Regions from separate parts of the Anas platyrhynchos genome. Here region 2 is linked to region 1. The links are chromatin contacts, called in public Hi-C maps. All regions are on one chromosome and are shown on one strand. The core of a region is the stretch at or near the end of the contact, and the rest is flanking DNA. Distances in the headings are between cores, read along the strand shown.

What was found. A called contact is a pair of places that touch in the nucleus more often than the background predicts.
Region 2: a contact with region 1 is called in a Hi-C map of liver, with 2.1 times the contacts expected there. The contact joins two enhancer-like sites. A contact is called at or near these places in 3 of 8 Hi-C or Micro-C datasets (F1 follicle, liver and subcutaneous adipose tissue).

What each region holds. Positions count from the first base shown.
Region 1 is chr10:10,625,999-10,630,741 of IASCAAS_PekinDuck_T2T, reverse strand. All of the region lies in intron 2 of MAMLD1 (mastermind like domain containing 1), which reads left to right. Among named protein-coding and RNA genes, the nearest start is that of MTM1, 100 kb to the right of the region's middle. Within about 2 kb of position 2,796, at least 3 of the 8 cell types and tissues checked have an H3K27ac peak or open chromatin away from gene starts, as enhancers often do.
Region 2 is chr10:10,749,138-10,753,880 of IASCAAS_PekinDuck_T2T, reverse strand. All of the region lies in intron 2 of MAMLD1 (mastermind like domain containing 1), which reads left to right. Among named protein-coding and RNA genes, the nearest start is that of MAMLD1, 42 kb to the left of the region's middle. Within about 2 kb of position 2,215, at least 1 of the 8 cell types and tissues checked has an H3K27ac peak or open chromatin away from gene starts, as enhancers often do.

The DNA.
Region 1 (4,743 bases), core at 1,547-4,046:
TCTTCTAAACACCTCATACAGGCCATGAAAGTGGGAACATTTCCTTCTGCAAGATACAGGTGGTTTTTCACTAGTTCTGGCGTCTTCTTAGTTCCTGCATCTAAATACAATTCATGTTACCTGTGTATGCATTTCCCCCCAAAATATTGACACCGCTGATTCCTCTCCTTCACTAGAGAGCAGGGGCTGGCTCCCCAGCAGATTTAGCTAGGCACGGCTGCGTTAACTTAAATGGAGCAATGTCAGTTTATGCCAACTTTATTTTCTTAATGAAAACTAGCTTTTATTTTATTGATTGCTAGGTATGAACCTTTGTTTTATTCTAATCCCTATGGAATAATAATACCCCCAAAAGCTCAAGAATATATCCCATTTCAGGATAACTTATAATTCATCATTATATATGTGTTTTGTTGGCTTTTTGTTTGTTTTTTCTTGTTGTTGTTTTAAAGTCCCAAGCTAGAAAGAGAAATGGCTGGATAGGAAGGATTTGTGTGCAGAAAAGATGCCAGGTGTTTCTCTAGCTCTTGCCCGAGCAGTGTGGTTATACTACATCAAAACCTTTGGAAAACTAATTTGCTTGATGGCCGGGAAGGCAGGCAAACTGGGCTCTGTAATCTGCCTGGGAGACACCCCAGAGCTTCCTACACGTTTGCAGTCGGTGCAGGAGCTGAGACAGCTGGGCCCTGCCAGGGCAGCCGACACAGTTGGGTGCGATGCTGTCCCCGAGCCCCACTGCTCCAGGCAGCTCGGGAAGGACCCGGCAGCACCCGAGTTGTTAGCTCGGGGCTGCCAGTTCACAGCGATGGCTGGAGACACCACGAAGCTTCAAAAGGCATCTGTCTGTTCACAGCACATTTGGAAAGTTAGGCCTTTTTGTGTTGTAATGTTTATTACCGAAATGAAGCCCCCTAATTTTTTATTTTTACTGTTAAGTCTTTGAGGCACATGGAACAGAGGCCAGAATTTGCTTTGATTAATCTTCAGTCTGTTTCTGCTGTGTTCTTCCCCATGGTATAAATCTAGACTGCAGCTGGTAGGGGGTTGTATGCCTAAAAAAAGTCTCAGCACCAAAACATTCAAAGTAGCAAGTTTGTGTTGCCTACTTCTATGTCTGGATAGTCGGAAAACCAAAATATAATTCAAATATTTATTTTTTTTCTGCCTTATGCTGAGAAGAGGCAGAGAAGAAAGGCATGCATTTGAAATATGCATATTAAAAGAGGGGACAGGCAGAGGGAGGGAGAAACAAGTGAATTCAGAAAAGCCGAAGAGAGGAATCAAGAAATTTTTGAATAGAGAAATTCTGTGGGACAAAACCTACACTCACAGACTTCAGTGAGCCCTCCGACACTGGAAGCGGCTCGGGCTATTTCATCGAGATGGCCATACTTGTTTCAGCATAGCTGTTGGGTGGGGATGCCTGCCCTAAGACAGATCATAGGCTGCCTCTTAGCTAGAAGAACAGGCTTGCTCATTTAAAATTGAATCAAGCTTTGAGCTTATGCTTGCTGCAGAGAAGCATATCAAATGGAATAGTTTGCAGAAGTCTCAAATAGTCTGATCTTCACCAACCAAATTCTTCAAAACTTGTCCAGGATACGTGCCCAGTCATCTTGCAAGCTGAACGCGTGCTGGCCATACCATATTTTATGAAAGCTGGAGGCACCTCTGGTTAGTTGTGCAAGCCCTAGCGCACGCCAGGGTGTGGGGCTCTGCCGGAATAACCACCCGGCTCCCGAGTGCTGGAGGCACAAGCTCATCCTGTGCTCCTAGCTGAGGTTACCAGGCAAAGGGACAGCTGAGCCGTGTGGCTAAACACAGAGATTTTCACTGACTGGATTTCTCGTTGGCCAGTCAGAAGGCCTGCGGGGTTGGTTGTTGTTGCTGTTTGGTTTATTTGTTGTCTTTTGACTTTGCCGTTTGACAAGTGTGTGTGAGCACGTTGTTCGCAGTGTGTGGGATTAAGGGAGAGTCAAGTGTTCAAGGACTCGTGTCCCATGTTCCCGGCTCCCTGCACACACGGGTGTGCAGGCTGGGTGCGCAGAGCCACACGAGCACAGAGGAGCCGCCAAGGCCGAGGCCTCACGGCGGCAGCGCCATGTTGGAGCTTGGCTGCTGCCTCAGCTCCTGCCGGCTGCTGTGAGGGGCTGAGCGTGCCTCATGCGGCTTTCGTGTAAGGCCTCGTGGTCTTCACGAAGATGGAGTCTTAAAATTAACTGTGTTCTGAAAAGTGCCATTGGGTTTGGGGACAAATTGATCAGCATTTTAAGAGTCGTAGCCCTGTGAAGCAGGATAAGCCCAGGTCTTCACTCACGTGAGCCTGATGCGCTAGCCCTCTCTTTCATCCACCTTTTCCTTCCCTCCCCTCCAGAAGCGGTCTCACCCAATTTTACTGTACAGTAATGGAAAATAGGAACCAGTGCATGCTTGGGCCTCCTCTAACAGTCCAAATAGGTCCCACAGAGCTTCTCACCAAGCCATTTTCCTTCTCTTGGTCAAGCTACCCACGCAGGATAAAATACAAACGGTATTAATGGTAAAAGAAAAAGTACAGCTGAAGAAATAGCTGTGACGAGAATTAAAATATCTGCAAATCAGTTCTGCTAGCATCCACCATCCTTTTAACATTTGGAGTGATCTTCCTCTGGAAAAAATAAATTAAGGTCAACACACAAACTTCCTCTGCTTCCTGGAATTCTTACATATTTTCACTATGATAACATGATCTGTGTGTGTGTAAACGCGAGGGGAGAGGCGGCCGAAAGCTGGCGGAGAGCCCCCTCCCCCTCCGGTCCTGGGAGAATGCCTGAAGCATGAGCTCAGCTGTTCAGGCTCCATGCATGGTGTCATACACTTCCACAAGCAAATTCACAGTGACATTAAGAAAAGAAGATCTGGGGCCCTGGTCTCCAAAGTGTTCGGTGTCCGCAAGACAGCCCCTAAATAAAGGGCTGTTTATTTGTTGAATTATCAAGTTGTTACCCACGGAGGGGGTTGAAAATAGCTGAGCAGTCCTGGGGTTTTCTTTGGTACATGCACAAAAATGTGTTTTCTTCTGTTTGTTTTCTCTGACAGAAACCCAGGTCTCTGTGTTTCTGTTTCTCTCCCCTCCTCCCTCATATATAAATACCCTTGAAAAAAAGGTGGCCAACAATTAGCCATTAACTAAGTCCCTTAAAGGTTTAAAATAAAGAGTTGATGAAAGCATCGGAAGAGGATCTCAGCACAAAGCATGTCTGTACGCCATGGTGTGCTTCTGAGAAACAGAATTTAAATGATTTGCATATGGCCACCTAAATATTTAATGGTTTTGCAGTTTAGGAAGGCAGGCTGAAAACTATGCAGTGCAGGCAGTCTCTGATCTTATCCGGCTCCACTGGCTGTGTTGGGTCAAGCATGTTGTTTCTCGGGTCTGATCCTGGCGTTCCAGAAGCTGTGGGAGCGCTCAGCACCATCTCAAACTAAGGCTCTGCTGTGCTGCGAGCAGCTGAGGCCAGTGCACGTGCACGCCTCTAAAGCTGCCGGAGCGTTCGAGCCTCTCTAAGCCCAAACCTGACAATGTTGTTCCCCTCACAAAGGAGGTTCACACCACGCCGTATCGGCTCTCAGGCTGCCTTACAGCCCCGTCTTTCTTTCCCCTTTCCCCACCCCCAGCCATGGCCTGCTACGTACATGCTCCCAAACTCGGCTAAGCATTTCGTGAGCGTGCAGGGCTGAATGCACATTCACAGGAAACAAAACCGTGAGATACTTTCAAAAATGCAGACACACAAAACACTTCTCGACAGCTCCAGGCAGGTGCAGGGCTTACACTTCAGATGACTGTCCAGTTTTAAAGCACGGGACGGAGGCATTCTGATGCGGCTGCTCTTGAAGACCACAGTAAAATATTAACCAAACGGAGAAGTTAAATAAAAAGAAGCAGCTCTTCCCAGCGGAATTGTAGCGTTCTCTCCTCTTCACATTCTTTTGAGCTCATTCATTCCTTTGAGCTGTGGTAACAAGTCAGCTATTTGTATATGGTGAGGCTGGTAATGGAGAAGAGAAGGAAATTCCCTCAGAAGCAAAGTCCTGTCTTGCTGCGCTTTTTGCAGCGATCATTGTGCTCCTTCTCTAGCCCCAGACAGCATTCGTCCCAGTTCCCTGTCCAGGTGGCCGAGCTCTTTAGCCCAGCCCCTGGTTCCTGTGGTTTAGAGAGCAAGTCTCCCATCGTGAATGTGCATCTAAATAACTAGCATTTGCAGAGTTCCCACTTCAAGTACTCCGTCAGTCTGAAAGCTGCCTCCAAGGCCAGGGCTGAGGAGGCTGATAGCCCTGGGAGCTCTGGGTACCCAGCAGAGTCAGGTTTTACTGGTCCGATGCTGGTTACCCAAAATTCCTGTTGACACCAGCGGGAGCTGCAGGTGCTTGAAAACCTCTCAGATACAGGGATGGCTTCATTCATCATTCAGCTGCAGCCCTGTCTGGACAGGAAGACAGTAACCTTTAAAGAGCAACACTTCACAACCATTAAGCAACTAATATTTCATGCATTTGTATCACAGTTGGCTCCAAAGCCAACCTTGGCAAGTGTCTGGGGGTTTCTCTGGAGAGTCATTTTGTCTGTTTAGACTGCTGTTCTATTTAAGGTGTTTAAGGGCTGTTTCCCTGATCCTTCTTCATTAGAGGTAATTGAATAGTTTAGAAGCCTGATCATTGTTTGGCTGAGTCTTCCCACTAACAGTCCACCGATTGAATAAT
Region 2 (4,743 bases), core at 966-3,465, 120 kb before region 1:
GAGTATTTTCTTAGCTTCAAACTGTGTTTTAACTATGTAGAACTAATGGAACAGTAAAGTTTTGGTGCCTTTCACTTTTAAGTTTCTTATGTACAACTTATTTTTTGTCAATATCTAAATGCCAATTGTTTTCTTAAACTACACTTAGGCAGAAATCTTCATTTGAATACTATGTTGTATCCGTTCAGTGCATAAATGCTGGTCATTGTATCTCTTACTGTTTTAGTTCTTACTGTACTTCAAAGATTAATAAATCCTGGACATTCTTATGAGGAATTTTAATGTTAGCATTTCCACACTTGCAATGAAAACAGTTTTCATGCAGGCAAATTAATATTAGTATGATACAGCAAGTCACCAGCAGATGGGAATGCAATCCCAGAGTCTTGATGGTCTCCTACCTACTTCTAACTTACTGCCAAACAAACAAAATCAAAACATAAATCGAAAATGAAGTTTTGTCCTTATGGGTATATTTTTCAAAGAAATGTAATGTTACGCTGTGCAGGATAATAGAAAACAAAAGTGTACTTTTTTCAAAAAGTACTAAAATAAATAGTGATAAGTTCTGAAATTGTGGAATGCTGATATTTATGTATGTAGACAACAGTGCATTGTTTGTATAGATAAATTTTGTTTGTATTGAAATATTTATCTTGGAACTAAAATATTCAGCTGTGGTTTGAAAATAGGTTGTAGTTTCTTCTATCATGTAAGTTGCCTGCTCAGATTTATATTTTAAATTGATGTTATTTCCTTTTTTTTTTTTCCTCTATGTGACTATGATAGACGGAGGGACATGTGAGCAGAATAAGTGTAGTAGGGCAGTTTGCACTTCCACAACTTAGAGCTATGGAGAGATCTTGCAGTTAAAGCCAAAGCCATTAGATGGTGCCATGCTGTAACCAGAATTTTCTTTGTATGCTTAAAACTAGCTGAATGTTTTATCTGGCATGATCTTAAATGACTAAACCTATTCTTCTGGCGCATTGACTTGTATTGGTCAGCCTTAGTCATTATGCTCAAAACCCAGACAATAAATTAAATCTGTAGATTTTTTTTTTTATTTGTTTCAATGAGAAGACTGCACCATCCTGAAAATTCAACAAAAGAGAAGGCAATGGCAGGACAGATTTACTGCCCCTTTTGCAGTTGAAAGCAGTGTGCAATCTAAATGATTTACTTGTTTGCTAGCCCTGCATGGTGCTGTCTCCTGGGTTATCATTCACCTAAATGGCCAATGTAGTACAATGAAAATGATAGTGCGGTTACAAATTCACAGCAATTTACTGGTTAGAATCTGAAACTGGTAAATTATTTAATTTCCATTTTTTCAGTTACTGTTCAAGGTTGAAAACTTGGACATGGAATGTTAAAAAATAGAAAAGAATTTAGCAGCTCAGGAAGCTTGTAAAACTGTGGTGATAAAATAGTGGGTTTATTGTGTATATAAACGTAATATACTTAGGCATTTGTACAGCATTTGACTTACTACTGTGTGACATTCTGATAAAAACAAATAAATAAATAAACACTCTACAATATCTGTAAAGCCCACCTTAAATGGATTAAGTGCTACTTACTGACAGATGTTAAAAAGTGGTTGTTATTGGGACATCATCATTTCAGTGGGACTGTTTTTACTGTGGTTACGTGGGGAATCGAAGGAGGCCCAGCTCCCTATGTTTTCACATGTGAACAACAGGGGGTAAAATCATTGCTAGTATCTATGGCTGACATAAAAATTGGCAGGTCATGATCTGGTCAGGGCACCCATGAAGGGGAATCTGGGCTGCTCAGAGCTCAGCCTGTGCAAACAAATCTCTCTGTTCATGTTAGTGCGGACAAATGCAGAGTTATAAAGCTGTGTATTTAGGAATGGGGAGAGCAAGCTTTACAGAGATGGGGGCTGTATTCTGAGAAGTGAAAATTGGAAGTTATCCATAAGTGAAGTATAGTAATAATACTAAGACACCACAAGTCCTTGGTGTTCTTGATGGAGGGTTCTGCCCTGGCGTGATGACTGCCCACGTCCCGGTGATGTTCAGCGATGTGCTGACTGCGTGTCCCCTTGGGCAAAGCCATAGAAGCCCAGCTGCAGCGGGGTGCGTTCCTGTGGCAGGGCACCACGTAGGTGCCTTCTGCAGGGATCTGGTCAAAACCCAGCCCTGTCAGCCAGCAGACTCCCACTGACTGCCAAACATTTGCACCAAGGTCTGGTGAAGCTCCTGAAACTCATTCAGAAGTGGCAGTTTGGGTTTTTCACATGTTCTGAAGTTAATCCAGAATGCAGGCATCAGTGGTTTTTTTTCCAGCAAAGGGGTAACCTGCAGATCATGGCTTTTGTGTTTGTTTAACAGCTACTGTAAACTTTTGTTTTTGAGTTTTCTTTCTATCTTCCTTGGACCGGCACTGAGACAGTTACTCCTATCTTTTCTTTCTTGCTACTTCATATCCTATGTAGGACAGAGGAAATTCAAGGTACCATTGTTAGGCTTTATTCCCTTAAAACTCTAAGATAATAAAGCTTTTAATAGATCAATCTCAAACTTTTTTTTTTCCTTGTTTGGCTACCAAATAAATAAATAAAGTTCCTCAGAAAAATGAAGATAGCTCTTAAAACGAGAGAAGGGAAAGAAGGACCTGGTCAAGTTGTGGAGTGCCTGTATTAACTCAAAGCCTTCCACCTCCGAGGCCTTGCCTCAGAAACAATTCAGAGCAGGCAGAATGAGCTCGCCCTGCTCAACCAGCTTCTGAGAAGACACCTGCCCAGTGACCAAACCAGCCCGGGGCCTGGCCCAGTTTTTGGCCAGGGGCAGCCTGCCCTGCAGGGCGACTGAGCAGCAGGAGGGTAAGGCCGCAGGAGCTCAGACCAGCACCGTGGCAGCAGGAACACAGGGAAATCACCGCGAGGGCCACCCACTGAGGCTGGCAGGCTGGGCCAGCACCTCCCCAAAGCACTGAGAGCCCTGGCAGCGTTTGTCAAGCGTTGGTCTTCCCTGCTGGTGCATAACCACACAATGGTGGCGATAATCTAGATCACACTAACCAAATGGCTATTTCTGATGGAAATTTGCACCTCTGCCTTGTTTTGTGCTTAGGCAGCAGGCATTACGGGGGGTGAGGTGTTATGATGCGTAATGTTGACCAGCAATTAATGTTTGGTGTTTTAAACCTTAAAGCCTAAGATACATCAGAAAACAGTATTCATAATTTCAAAGGGCCCATTTCTACACACTGTGGGTGATCTAGAACATGGGGATTGGTTGTATTCCTCTAGCAGCTTACATTCCCCACATAAGAGCAGAAGAGGATTACATCAGGAGGTTCTCATCCTTATAGTTTGCAAGATCTTAAGCAGAATGAGGAAGTGCATTAGAATAATCACGTTACGTTTAGAGGAATGTCATGTGATTACTCTAACAAAATTTGTGCTATGGTTGCCTTCACTGCTCAAAATCTGCTTGCTTGAGACACTAGAGTAGTGTCTGCTAGTCACTGCAAAATCCTACCAAATAAAGGCTAAAATTTTACCTCAGCTGACACCAGTTAGTGCAGCAGATGCGGCAGAATCACTGAAGAGAGTTTTAACATTGTTGTTCATTGTGCTAAAAGTCAAATAGCATTCATCTCAGTGGGGCAGAGGGTTTAAGGCAAGGGAAAAAAAAAAAAAAAAAAAGATTCTTTGTTAATTGTTATTCTATTCATATTTTTTTTAATTGCACAAGTGTTTTTGTTGCAAAGTGTGCTAGTTTGTTTGGCGTTATTGAAGGTGATTTGGGAATGCGCTGCAGTGCTAATGGATTGTTCTGACCAGTGAGAGCACGCCAGCTTTTCAGGCTGAAGAACCGCTTAGTACAAACATTTACTTTTCTTTGAACTTGTTGTTATTAAAAATGTCACGGTTCCTGCAGTTTTTTATCTTTTACTTTTAAATGGGACTACAAAATAGTATTTACAGTATCCAAAATTTTAAAGCTGGCTAAAATGCACATTAGGAAGGAGACTGGATTTTAAAGTGAGTTTTATCCCAAAGCAAATCATATCTGTAAATGGGATGTCTACATGAGATGTGAACTTTAATAATATTTATAAGCTCTTGAAGCTGAAACTGATGACAACACTAAATATTGACGGTGGAGATGCTTCACATACAGACACTGCTGCAATTAGAGGAAACAGAGAAATACCTTTTTGAAGTTAAAGCAGCGGAGTTCTCTGTATTCCACTCCAACCACTTCCTTTTTCAGTGATCTCCCAAAATAAATGCTAACTAGGAATCCACATGGTTTTCAGAAAGATACTGTTTACATCATCAGGAACCTCCCATTTATTCTGTTACTTCAGATGCTGGACTTTCCCAGATATCTTGTCATGCTTTTTCTACTATTACCAGAAAAGAGCAGAAACTAGAACAGAAAGAAAGAAGCAGTATGTCTTAAAAACCACAAAAGAGACAGCTAGTGCTACATTATGTCACTATATCCGCTTAGTCTCTAGGGTGAAAAGATCATATTCATTGTTCTCAGTGCCTAAAGCTTCCGTGTCAGGTGTGGTAGTGCAAATGAAGTTGTCTTTAGTTCTGCAGTTGCGTACCTTCCTGATAAAGTGATTGGGGCTAACACTGGCTTCCACTGACTGCAAAAAATACAGGATAGGAAAGCACATCCATCATCCCAGTAGACTAGAAAGAGAGAAAGAAAGGGAGAAAGAGAGAAAAAGAAAAAAATAAGAAAAAGAAAG